Regions from separate parts of the Triticum aestivum genome. Here region 2 is linked to region 1. Evidence: chromatin contacts called from public Hi-C data. All regions are on one chromosome and are shown on one strand. The core of a region is the stretch at or near the end of the contact, and the rest is flanking DNA. Distances in the headings are between cores, read along the strand shown. Region 1 holds the start of LOC123077892 (putative ubiquitin-conjugating enzyme E2 38). Region 2 has its middle 140 kb from the start of LOC123077892.

Region 1 (7,001 bases), core at 1,977-4,476:
CTCTCCCTTAAAGCTCGGCTGGATCGGAGTTCGAGGGACGTCATCGAGCTGAACGTGTGCTGAACTCGGAGGTGCCGTACGTTCGGTACTTGATCGGTCGGATCGTGAAGACATACGACTACATCAACCGCGTTGTGCTAACGCTTCCGCTTTCGGTCTACGAGGGTACGTGGACACACTCTCCCTCTCATTGCTATGCATCACCATGATCCTGTGTGTGCGTAGGATTTTTTTTGAAATTACTACGCTCCCCAACAACATCGACCGCTATCCAACATGCATCTAGAGTATTAAGTTCATAAGAACAGAGTAACGCATTAGGCAAGATAACATGATGTAGAGGGATAAACTCAAGCAATATGATATAAACCCCATCTTTTTATCCTCGATGACAACAATACAATACGTGCCTTGCTGCCCCTGCTGTCACTGGGAAAGGACACCGCAAGATTGAACCCAAAGCTAAGCACTTCTCCCATGGCAAGAAAGATCAATCTAGTAGGCCAAACCAAACTGATAATTCGAAGAGACTTGCAAAGATAACAAATCATACATATAAGAATTCAGAGAAGAACCAAATATTGTTCATAGATAATCTTGATCATAAACCCACAATTCATCGGATCTCAACAAACACACGGCAAAAAGAATTACATCGAATAGATCTCCAAGAGAATCGAGGAGAACTTTGTATTGAGATCCAAAGAGAGAGAAGAAGCCATCTAGCTAATAACTATGGACCCGAAGGTCTATGGTAAACTACTCACACATCATCGGAGAGGCTATGGTCTTGATGTAGAAGCCCTCCGTGATCGATTCCCCCTCCGGCGGAGCGTTGGAAAAGGCCCCAAGATGGGATCTCACGGGTACAAAAGGTTGCGGCGATGGAAATAGGGTTTCGTGGTGCTCTCGGATGTTTTCAGGGTACATGAGTATATATAGGCGAAAGAAGTAGGTCGGTGGAGCCACGAGGGGCCCACGAGGGTGGGGGGCGCGCCTCCCTGCCTCGTGGCTTCCTCGTTGCTTGCTTGACGTCCACTCTAAGTCTCTTGTATTGCGTTTGTTCCGAAAATAACTCTCCCGAAGGTTTCACTCCGTTTGGATTCCGTTTGATATTTCTTTTCTGCGAAACACTGAAATAGGCAAAAAAAACAGCAATTTGCACTGGGCCTTCGGTTAGTAGGTTAGTCCCGAAAATAATATAAAAGTGTATAATAAAGCTCATTAAACATCCAAAACAGATAATATAATAGCATGGAACAATCAAAAATTATAGATACGTTGGAGACGTATCAGGACCCCATAGGCCTCTCCCAGAGAGGTGCCAGACAGGCTGGGCCTCTTCTCATGAGACAATTGCAAATATGTTTCTTGTTCTTTTTTATGCTCGAAATAATAATTGCATGCCCTCGTTTTGATCCTTTTCTACAACTTTCCGGCAATTTCTCTTTTTGGGGGAAACATGTAAATTAAGAGGAAACATGCATCTAGAATCATGCAAATTGGTGAACTTACATCATTAATAAAGAGTAATTTATTATAAGAAATAGTAATACAAAATAGGCGTATCATGTGTACACCACCTAATTATCATGTACGTTCTAGGCTCCTCCACCTAGACCCCTATACTTACTGTGAGCAAAATACCCACGAGGAACTGCTTTTGGCATACCCAAAACAGGTTTAACTTAATAATGTGCTAAAACAAAGGAAAAGAAACAAGTCATGAGTACCGAGTAGTGTCACTAGTTGTGACGCGTGATATTAAACAGATTTGAAAGTTAGGGCCATGTCCTACCCAGTTATATATCCTTTGATTTTTTTTTCTGTAAGTTGACAACTTAGTATATGATTCATTAAAAATGGTAGAAGAGAGTTGCCTAGTTAATTTACGGAAAGCTGAATGAAAAACGTTGGAACATGCACATAAGACAGGGCACGCCAACCGGTCGTACAAGTAGAATAGAGTTGTGCAAGTAATTTTCGGAAAACCGGATGAGAACCATTAACATGCCCACAAGATGAAGGCAATCCAACCGATCTGACTACACCCCAGATCCTCACCCACCGCCAAGGAGAGGAATGCAGTCGAGATAGTCTATAATGTCATTGTCATCGTTTCTCCTCGAGCAAGTGACTCCAACTTCACCACAGACGACCAACCAAAAGCCATTAGACGAGTGACACACGAGAACCCTGTCAACCCATGCAAAACAATCGACCGAACGCGTCATGACTGGCCAACTCCCACTTCAATGACGAGTCCCCTCGGAGAAAGAAGTAGCACCAACATAGCTCAACCTGACCATCACATGACATCGTTGTTGTCACGTCGCCCTACGACTCTATCCGGTTTCATGCCTAGAAACATGCTGAATGGCCGACGACGAAGGACATGCCGCGACCCTGCTCCTCTTGGCACAATCATCACTGCCACATAAGCTACAACGTCACCGGATGTGAAACAAACCATGACATTCGCACCCGCACCATCAGTTAGCCATCCGCCTGAGTGCGATGTTGTGTAAGTCCAGCACCAAGAGAGCGTGAAAGGGACGGTGGCCTTGAAGGCAACACCCCAAAAGCGGGACGACGTGGAAATGACCCGATGGCTTGACCTGACCCGCACCAAAGTCTTAGGTTTTCGCTTCAAGGATATTACGCAAGGGTGGAGGAAGAGTGAGAGCTCCACAATCGGCCCTAATGGTGGAAACACCACATGCAGGCGTCATGCTCTCAGGGCTTTCATCCTGTTTTATAGATGAAAGAACTACCGTATCCATACAATGGGAATTAGGAAGGCGCTATGGCTGATGGATGTAGCGGTTGGCTCTCTTTTAATCGGAGGAGGAATGATTGGCACCATCAAAAAAATTATTGTGTTTATTCGTGGTCTGATCTGGTGCCGAAAGTCCAGGCCAGAGCATGCGCAGCGCATGTGACACGCTGCCATATACGCGGAAAGGAGCAGTGTGCACTTGCACGAATTTACCAGCATATCAGCTGGCAGGGAGCGTAGGCACGAGACGGCAGCAGATCAGTCGCTGCCTTTGCCATTGCCATTGCCATTACTCGCCGCGATCCGCTCCCAGAACGAGCAGGATTTCCACCGGACGACAGCACACGCCCCCTACAATACGACCCGTCACGTAGCCGGAGACCCCGAATCGGCATCCACCGAACGTGCCGGGAAAAATCTCTTCTCGCCGTCTCGATCAGTCGGACACAATAGGTGCCATCTGGGTGTGGTTCCACCCGCGCCGTTCGTCCCTCCCCTGGCACGTCCGTCGAGTCCAGTCGCACATTCCGACCCTCCCCATCCGTGTGGTGTGACACCCGCATTCCCCGCCGCGCCACCCCGCAAATCCTGCCTACTAAACCCTACCTCCTTCCTCCCGACCTCCCCCCGGTGCGACCTCCACCCGGCTCACGAGCGGCAGGCACCAGGAAGGACGACTGGTTGGTTTCGTCTGTTTTTTCCTCGCCTTCCGCTACGTTTCTTGTTGACCTGCAATCCGGGATCGTTTTGGGGTTTCTCGCGCTGATCTTTCGTTTCCTTTGTGGCAATCGTGGGATCTTTCCTTTCCTTCGCCGCATTGTAAGGGTTCTGATGATGCGGGAATACTCCTGCTCCTGGTTCCTGACGGCCTTGCCTGCATCCTTTCTTTTTTATCCATTCATGGGTTTGTGGTCCTACCATGGCATCCCTCATGCACTGATTGAGATTGGAGTGCCGGTGTGAGGCCGATGAGCCCGATTTCTTCTTCTGAAAAAGGAAGAAGAAAGAGCTCCTCGAGCCATGGCGATTCTCCCAAGATTTTGAGCTTAATTTGTGTTTTTCTTTTCTCCGATGGTCGTTAATCCTGGAGAGGAAATGGTTTATACTGTGAATGTTACCATGTTTATTCACCTTTCCAGCAATTGGTTTCAAATCCGTTGGTGCTTCATGTTTTTTCAGGTGCTTTTTGTGTGGGGTGGATTGGAACATTGAAGGATGGTTCTGAACAAGCTGCTCCAGCTGTTTGGAGTAGGCAAGAAGAAGAAGAAGAAGGATTCCAAGAAGAAAGGTGATCTGCCCTTCCCGATCCAACATGATTTATTTGTCACTGGTAGACTGCTATCGATTCACATGGTCGATCGAGCTTTGTTCATTTAATGATGCTTCAAGAGAATAACCTAGTTTGTTCAATGTTTTTCTCATCCGATGGGGTTGCCACTCTTTCTTCCAGCAACTCTGGTATGAATATGTTTTCCGGGTGCAGGGAGACTGCATATCTACCCTGCAGTTGTAATGGATAAAATTCTTCAGTTAATTTGGCTGCTTGCTCTGTGGTCTAGATAGTTGTATCAGGATGGTATGGTTGGACGTTTAATTTGCACTAATTTGTCTTGCTTGTGTTGGAACTACTGAACCGCATGGATTAACTCTTAGGAACCCAACAAGTTCTAAGTTGATATCTTACTACTCCCTCCGTTCCATATTACTTGTCGCTGATTTAGTACAACTTTATACTAAATCAGCGACAAGTAATATGGAACGGAGGGAGGTACATGGTTAAGAGACACGCCGCAAATGCCACATTGTGATGTGGGACATGCATTTTCACATGAAAAGTAAGAAGAATGATATCCTGGTGTAGTTAGAGTGCTACTAGAGTTTGGTTATGGAGGAATACCCAGGGTTGGGCAAGCTGGCATGGGACTGAATCTTAACACTGCCATATTACTTGGTTGGCCAGTCCCCTCCTAGCCAACCTATCCGTTTTTTTAGTTTGGTTAGACGTGAAATGGCACTATGAATCCATGTCTCTCTGTGGTTAACAATGTCTGAAGTTTGTTATATTAATTAACCCATCATGTAATAAATAAATGATTTTTTGTTATTTCGTCAATGTTCTTCTAACAAATGAATGAATCATTTTATGCAGGAAAGTCCATCAACCCTGTTTCGCAAGGTAGCCTTCCATGCCAAATGTAAAATCTTGAAATGTTCCATATGCGCCCTCTGATTAGATATAAACCTTATCAGCAGTTATCTGAAAATGCATATGACACTTTCAGTTGGTTGAGTACTCACTACTGAGTAAAGTAAGCCCTGAAATGGATCTAGGAGTTGCGAAAATCTTGACTAATAAATTACTCATGGTCTTACTGAATGCGGTGCAGCCACTTGGGAGTTGTATTTCCATTGTCTAAAACATTTGTAACCACATGTATAAGGAAGCAATTAGTTTGGTGATCTACAGAATGAGGACTGAATTACATGCATATATTATACATGTCGTATTCGCAGCCTGAGGAAATCACAGCTATTTATATATTTTAATTTATGCATGTCGTACCAGTTTTATTGACACTGTAGGATTACTTCGAACGGCATCCAACTTTCACAAAAGTTAACATGGAAACTAGCTCGCAATCACTTGGGGGGTGGGTGCAGGGATACAGAAAATTGAGGTAACTGGACTTACTAGATTGAACCAGTAGATTTTTAACCTGCCACAGAGATGTGCTTTCACACTAATATCAGTTGTAATGATACCTTATTCACAACAAATAAATACAATACTTTGAGTTGAAAACTACAGAGGCATTGTCGCAATGAACCTCGGTATAGGCTGCATCAGATGGAATCCCATTCTATATCTCTGGCCTAAACTTCTATGTACATGTTTGGTGACAGCATACGTCGTTAGTCAACGTTTTACTGGATTTCAGGTGCTGCTCCACACTCTACTTTTAATATCCTTGCGAGTCACAGTCTCTTGGATCCATGTTCAAGTGGGGCTGGTACGGTGCTATCAGTGCCAAAGGACGAGCCTGAATGTTCGAGTAATATCTCATCGATGGTAAAGGAAGGACATGGATCTGGAAATGAGGATCACAAGTCATTTAACCAGTTTGATGTTGTTCAAGATTACTCCGACCACCACTATGCAAAGACTTCACCAGGGAAGGTATGCTATGTCCTTTCTTGAACTCTTTTCTGTTAGGCCCAACTGCTAACTAATTTCCCGCCTCCTATCTGTGACCAGACCACGAAAGATTGGGCGAAAACAATCCAAAATGAATGGAAGCTTCTGCAGAGAGATCTACCTGGTCAGTACATATGTAATATCTTTATATGATAAAATTGGTATGCTTGTTTTGATCAGACTATGTCAATTTGATAACGATATGTTCATTGATTCTTCTAACTTGATTGTACGGGTGGGAGTTTTAAAAATGGCTGTTGATTCCCACATTAACTCGTGGCATTATTCATGTTTGCCTCAATGTGTTAAAAAAATCATGATCCATTTCTGTGCGTATGAATGCCCCCCGCCCCCTACTTTAACTATATAAAATTTAAAGGATGGTACTATTATTTCCATGCAGTCAATCATTCATCATTCTCTGCACTTTGTGTATGCCGATTATATCTTATTAATTTTCCTGCTAAAAGTAAAGTATATTAAATTTGTATTAACTTCAAGGTAGTATCCGTACATTCTACCTTGAGTAGCTGAACTCTGAAAGTTTTGATGGTTGTTCAGTTCAAACTTGACACAATTCATGCTCAAATTATTTAAATATTCCTTGATGCTATTTTTGTTTATACTAACGTCCTACAGACTGCCACTATAGAAACTTCAAAGGATATACTGTTGTTTCTATACAACCATCATTTTCTGCATTTATTGGCCCTTTCATACAGTTTCTCATAATGGATTGTTGACACCTTTCTATGCTATCTTGTCATAGTGGATATATCATGTTCAGAAACTAATCATTTATATTTGAAATGAATGGGAAAACTGGGAACTACTCACAACTCCTAAACTAATGGGTAGTATGGGGGGTCCTAGTGTCAACACATGTGTCATTTCATATTTGCAACTGCAGTCTTTCTTTTAGCTCCTTAATCAGTTGATTTCTTGTATTAACAACACTTGGATCTGAATTTTGTTTCAATATGCAGAATCTATTTATGTTAGAGTTTATGAAGATAGGATTGATCT
Region 2 (6,460 bases), core at 2,061-4,560, 140 kb before region 1:
AATTACGTGCACAGTTGACGAGACACAAAAAAATCTCCACTAGCTTGTAGTATCTTCGTGGGGCCGTCGTCATTTGTTCCTAGAACATATATAAATCATTAAACATGAATCTCCACTCAACAGCTAAATGCTTAATTGGCGAATTCAGCGTAACTTAGATTGTTAGATTCATTGTGGTGGAACCAACTCATCAAGGTTCAAGTCCTAGGCTTGGCATTGTTGCTCGCTTAACGGCGATGTTCATTCAGTGAGAAAAGACATTGCTTCGACTATGAGGCTTTTCTGGTGACTTCATCAATCTCAACATGTGATGTTGGCTCAGCATTTAGAGGTGCTCATAGGACTAGAGTGCGCGTGGATGGCTGTATGTGCTTGTATGTGGGCATCTGCGATGCCTAATTTTATACATTGCCAACTTTTTTTTCTTAGAAAAAACTTGTGTGCAAGCATCATTAGCATCGGAAGAAAAGTACTGCTCGATTGCTCGTCCGCTAAACCCTCGAGCTTTTACGTACACTTTTTCCACTATATATATAGAACGGTGTGCAGGCACCTCACCTCACATGATCCCCTAGAAGCACCAGAGTAGTAGTACCAGCGGCAGAAGCATTGAGCCCACCGAGCTAAACCACAGTGGCCTTTTGCCTTCCACTCTTATTTAGCATTCTCACATGGCTCGCTCAAAGTTTCTGTGCACTTGCATTCTGATCATCATCCTCAGCTCAATCCAAGCCGAGGCCAGGCGGCTCACAACTGCGACAGTGGTGGCGGTGGCGAGCAAGGGGAAGGAGCCATGGGGCGCGTTGGAAAGTAACAGCCGAAGCTTGAGAGCAACTTCAAGTGAGACTAGCATAGCAGGGGCACAAGGGCTAGACGGCGAAGCCATGTCGACCGCGACGACGGTGGAATCCCGGGGGACGGCGCCTGGGAACAGTCCCGGCATAGGCAACAAAGGGAAGATCAACAACTAGCAATCTAGCAGTATATATGTTGGTTCAAAGGCTATATAAGCCTGTTTACTTAAGTTGTTTCTAGTTCTCTTAGCATTCTATGTTCTTGAATTATGTTCGTTTGTTGCGCGTACATGTTTTCAGCTCGTTGTGGATCCAAGTGTGTACTCATGTTCTGCTTAGATTTGTTGAGATAAATAAAGTTGTGAGGGATTGCCAGAATTTATCAGCATGTGCTTCCATTTTGAGGTGGTTCTCCTTGAATGTTCCTGAGAAAAAAACTATTTTAAGCAACCCACTTGAACTCAGTTTATGGTTGTCGCGGTGTGCTCTTATTTCTTAAGTCACTGCACTTTTTTCCTCGATAAAGGTACTTCTATAACTCATAAGATACAAGTATAACGAAAGAAGTGCATATACCCTCTAAACTTTCATGTTTTGGCTACATCACCCATTAGAACTCCAAACCCCGAATTTTAATCCTCCAAACTACCAAAAACCACATCACCCCCTAGCCCATCTGGTATCGAATAGTCAAAGGATTTCTTTTTAAATGGCCACCTTGGAGCTGGGTACACGCAAGCTCTTCTCTCCCGAGCGCGACGCCGGAGCAAGCTCTACCTCATGCGCAACGCCGTTACCACCTTCGACATCATCCTCTCCGGCTGCGTTGACTTCCGATCCGCCGCACATCATGTGGTCTGACTGCGACGACCTCCGCCTCGCCATGTGGAAGAATAGCGGCCCCATTCTCGCGGTCGACAAACCAGGATGGTTGCTGGAGAGGCCAAGAGCAGCATGCCCAACAACAGAACGTCCAACAGCAAAAACTTGCCAAAACATTCTTTCTCGCACATTACATATAAAGCAACAACTATCATACAACCTAGCCATATTTTTTTTTCCGAAAAGGGGAATGACCCTGCCTCTGCATCATCATCATACAACCTAGCCATAAAACTCACATCATTACACACGCACACGGCAAATTTGACAAATTTGACCTGTGGACGAAATCAAATCACAGAATAAACTGTCCGTGAAACTATTTCACGCGGCTGACCTTTTTATGTGACGCCCGGCACGAAGGCATCACACTATACCGTGCAACGCCTCACAGATAAGCGCTACATGCCTGGCCCGCGTTGCACGCCAGACTGCCTAAAAATTGCTAAGTCATTGTGCAGAGCCTAAGAGCTAGGCGCTGCACTGTATAGTGTGGCGCCTAGCTCTCAGGCGCTGCACTAGTGATTGCACTACAAAATGAAGCAACCACTAGTGCAACGCCTAGAAGCTAGGCGCTATACTATATAGTGTGGCGCCTAGCTCTCGGGCGCTGCACACTGACTTAGTAATTTTCGGATCACACGGGTGTGACGCTGGCCAGGCGTGTAGCGCCTATCTGTGAGGCGTTGCACAGTGTAGTGTGGCGCCTTCGTGTCGGGCGTCACACAAAAAGGTCAGCCGCATGAAATAGTTTCACGGGCAGTTCATTCTGTGATTTGATTTCGTTCATAGGTCAAATTTGTCAATTTTGGCCACGCACACAAGGCAAGATACAAAGGATGCTGGAGAACAACTACACGTCCACATCAGTCCATACAACTCCAAGAAAATGGCAGGTGGGAAAGTGAGGACTGCTTGAAGTGGCCCAAGAACTCAACAGTGAACTAGTCACCACGAAGTGGAGAAGCTGCGGCATGATGAACCATAAAATCCAAAGCAGCGTCTTCAGAAATGTCACGACACTGGAGCGTTGCCATCGCCTGATCCAAATATCAGGGTTTCCCTCGAAGCACATGGAGGACTAGGACTAACCACGACGCCGCCTTCAAAATGGAGACAAAGCCCAGATGTGCCGACGCCGTCAGTCTGACCATAGCCAGAGCAGGTTTTCACCCCGACAAGAGAAGACAGGGGTCTCAGCTCAGTGGTCAGGGTGTAGTGTTGCCACCCAGCCGGCGAGGGTTCGAACCTCGGTTCTTACACCGGGTCTCACATCTTCTTTAATAAAAAAATCAGTAGGGGCTTCTCCCCCTACTGGTCGAGTTTTTTTTCAAGACGAAGTATGGCTAGTCGCAACTCGCAAGGACACCTGCTGCATCACCGCCACCGCACGCCGTACTACGGCCACCACACCGCTCACACGGTCATGATAACCAGCCAGCACCTGAGCCGCAGGCTCCGCTCACGAGCACCGTGGCTCCCACCACAAGGGCTAGCCGCAGGATGTCGTTGGTGACACACATGTCGTTGAGGCTACAAATGGTGCTCAGGTCCAGGCCGCGGAGCACGGAACGGCCGGTCAGGTCCAGGTCCTTGGGCATTTATTCCTATCAGGAACTCAGTACCATAATTGCTGAATCAATAGTCCAGACGCATACGCGGCTCTCTGACCCTTTCATCCAGGAGATGGGGATGGCTGTAGTAGGTGAGGCCTAGCAGCAACAACGGCGGAGTGTTTAGCTGCTTCCGCGCGTATCGGTCGGCATCGGCATCGGCATCACGATGCCGTCGCGGCGAGGACAAAGTACGACATCAACGTGAACAAGTGATCGCGTCCTTATAAGCATCTGCCCATCCATTTTCCTTGGGGGCTTCAATCACGCTCGCTTTGTTTCCCACAAGTGAAGCCAACGGAAGATCAAACAGGCCAGGGAATCGCCGAGAGCGACGATGTGTGCGGCTGCAGTTAGAGCATCTCCACTAGGTCCCTCAGGAAGCCTCCCAGGAGTAAATTTTCAGCGCCGGCGGGTAAAAACGGTCCCAGCCGTACTCCCACGGCCTCGTTTTGCGCCGGTATTAGCGAAAACTACGGCCGGCGCTGGCAACAGAAACGCAGAAAGCTGGTGTTCAGCTGGGGGCACCGGCGCTGTATTTAGCTGCTGCAAGGCCCACTGCCAGCCTCTCTCATTCTTTCTCCTGCGTAGGCCCACCGCATGCAGCATGCAAGAAGCTCTCTTCTCTCTTCGTCGCTCGCGCCGTTGAGTAGAGGCGCCTAGCAGAGCTGCCCGTCATCGCCGCCGACTTGCTGTCGCCCCCGGCCCTGTCGCCGCTCCTTCAACCACGTCGCGATGGCCGCGCTCGGCAGCGCATCCACGCTTCTTTGCTCCCGCTCTGCGCGCCTGGTTCGGCCGTGTCGCGTGCGTCCCCGCGCGCCTGCGTCGGCCCGCACGCCGGCCCATCCGCGTCGTCGCGCTGCCCCGCCATGAAGTCCCACAAGAGTAAGAGCCGCCCGTCCTCTCCAAAGCGGTCGGCCGCTTTTGCCGCGCCGGTGGCCTTCCTGCTCGTCCTGATACTACACGAACCGGACGCGCCACCAGAACTGCATGAAGTTCGGCAAGCCGAGCCTCGAGTTCCTGCGCTGCCGGAGTGGAGAGCTCGCGCGGCCGGCCGCCGTCGCCTCCTCCTCGCCACCGCACGCCAGGGGGCGCGCCTCCGCGGCCTCCTCTCGCCCTCCCCTCGCAGGCCACCGCGCAGCCCAGCTCGAGCTCGCCGCCTGCCGCTACCGCTCGCCGCGCGCCTCGCCCTGGCTGTCGCGCGCCGTCCTGCACGCACCGCAGCCACGCGCGCGGCTGCTCCGGCTCCGGCGCGCCGTGCAGCTGCCTGAGCACGTCGGCCCGCAGCTGCAGCAGGGCCTCGACGGCGTCGTCGAGCTCCTTGACGCGCTTGTCGCCGTCGGCCAGCGGCTGCCACCACTTGCCGAAGAAGAGCACGACGAGCGCGCCGCCGAGGGCGAGCGTGGCGAGCACGGCCGCGAGCTGCATCTCCATCTCCGGCACGTGGCGAGGCGGCGAGCAGCGCGTCTCCAGCCCGTGCAGCTCGACGGACCCGACGAGGTGGAGGCGCGTCTCCTTCCCCGTCGACGCTCGCGCTCCTCCGCTGGCTGGAGGTTGTCGACGCCGCCGCGGTCAAGGTGCTCGACGAAATGCCGCTCCGTTTGTGTGAGTCCAACACTGCTCGTGGGGAGGCAACGAGTGGAAAAGTTTGGCCCCCCAGGCCAAAGTTCTCGCCGGCAGCCCCCCAGGAGGCGAAAAAAATGCCTCCTGGGGGGCAAACGGCTGGAGATGCTCTTAGGCACACGTGGTCGAGTAGTCTCTTGCGCGGTTGCGCCGTCTGAGCTGGGACAAACATCGACGCTTGTGCTCGGGTGCTGGGTGTTGGGTGCTGGCATCCGGCCGCAGACGTACTCCTGGGAGGCGGCACTGGGCGGGGAAGGCCGCTCCTGTGCTGGTTTTGCTCGCCGTGTTGTGGCTCGGTCTCATCGAGGAAGTGCAGATGAATTCGCCGGTGAGGTGGATGCGTCCTACGGAGGCACCGGAGAGGGTGCGCACGGCTGCGGGGTGTTTAATTACGAGTTCTTAGACTCAAGCAAACCCTTGCTCAGCCGGGGATCCAGCTTGCATGCTCCCTCCTCATGGTCCCATCCGTGCTCCCACCTCATCCTACGGTTGTCTTTTTCCCTTTTTCCTTTGTAATCTAATCATCTCCCCCCTGATTTTAAGAGGGTGGGGCCGGGCCTTATTTTGTTCCAATCAAATCAAGCCACGTATGCGGGAGCACGGATGGGCACACGCGCGGGGAGCAGGCAAGTCTCGTCCCTCAGTCGGGTACTGCGGTAGAGGGCGCGGGAGATCTAGGGAATCGACAAGGAGATGAAGAGCATAATTAGTTTGGTGTCAAAAATTGGCATGCCAATGTTTGACATTGTGCCAAATATTGGCTACTACTTGATTGATTTCTGAGTCGTCTCGCCATCTCACAGAAAGTTGCCAATAGCTGACAAGTGTTAGTATTGCCAATATTTGGCTAGCAGCAAATCAATAATGCTCGAAGGAAGCGCGCTGGGGGGGGGGGGGGGGGGGGGGGGTTGGGGGCGTCCGCGTTGCCCGGTGGCTCTTCCAGGAGTGGGGCACTGGGGCTAGAACATGGAGGTACGATGATGTGGGGATCACCTATCACTAGTCAATGTTTCAACCATGGTCAAACTTCTCGAAGGTGACTCAGGGAGAGTTGTCTTGTTTTTACAGCTCAATGTATTAAAGCCTTGTTCGGCAGTCATCCAACTCACAGTGGAGCGCATGTAGCGACCCTTCGGCCACTCCAAGAAAGTAGGCTGCGGCCCGCCCCGCTTCGGCGCGGAGCTGCGGAGCGGAGCGTTGCCGAACATGGCGTAAGTTCCTGATTTTAGAGATCGGAGGGTGATGTAACCAAAATGCGGAAGTTGAGGAGTTATATACACTCTTTTTCAAATATAATGAGTTCAAGCCCGACCATTATATAGGTAAAATGCACATAAACAACAAGACACATATCCAAAAATATTAAAAGTCAAACAAATAATATCATGACTGAACTGATCGCTGAGGGGGGGATAAGGGTTGACCCATAGTCTACAACCGCCATCCATGTTAAGCAAAAAAATTCTTGGTCATATGCCCCATACGCACACACGCCACAGTAAGCAATTATTTTTGCTCTGGTCATGCAAAATATACCACGAATGGAGA

What was found. A called contact is a pair of places that touch in the nucleus more often than the background predicts.
Region 2: a Hi-C map of leaf shows a contact between it and region 1, with 8 times the contacts expected there. The contact joins the enhancer-like site here to the promoter of LOC123077892 in region 1. A contact is called at or near these places in 4 of 5 Hi-C or Micro-C datasets (leaf, root and an unstated tissue) and 1 of 1 datasets of contacts at active chromatin or transcription factors (leaf).

What each region holds. Positions count from the first base shown.
Region 1 is chr3D:136,914,794-136,921,794 of IWGSC CS RefSeq v2.1, reverse strand. LOC123077892 (putative ubiquitin-conjugating enzyme E2 38) reads left to right here and starts at 3,226. Exons shown (of 8, transcript XM_044500258.1): 1 at 3,226-3,459; 2 at 3,959-4,067; 3 at 4,929-4,955; 4 at 5,719-5,957; 5 at 6,036-6,099; 6 at 6,962-7,001. The coding sequence starts at 3,995.
Region 2 is chr3D:137,059,466-137,065,925 of IWGSC CS RefSeq v2.1, reverse strand. No RefSeq gene overlaps it. Among protein-coding and RNA genes, the nearest start is that of LOC123077892, 140 kb to the right of the region's middle. Within about 2 kb of position 3,310, at least 1 of the 8 cell types and tissues checked has an H3K27ac peak or open chromatin away from gene starts, as enhancers often do. A contact at or near this core is called in leaf, where this site is marked.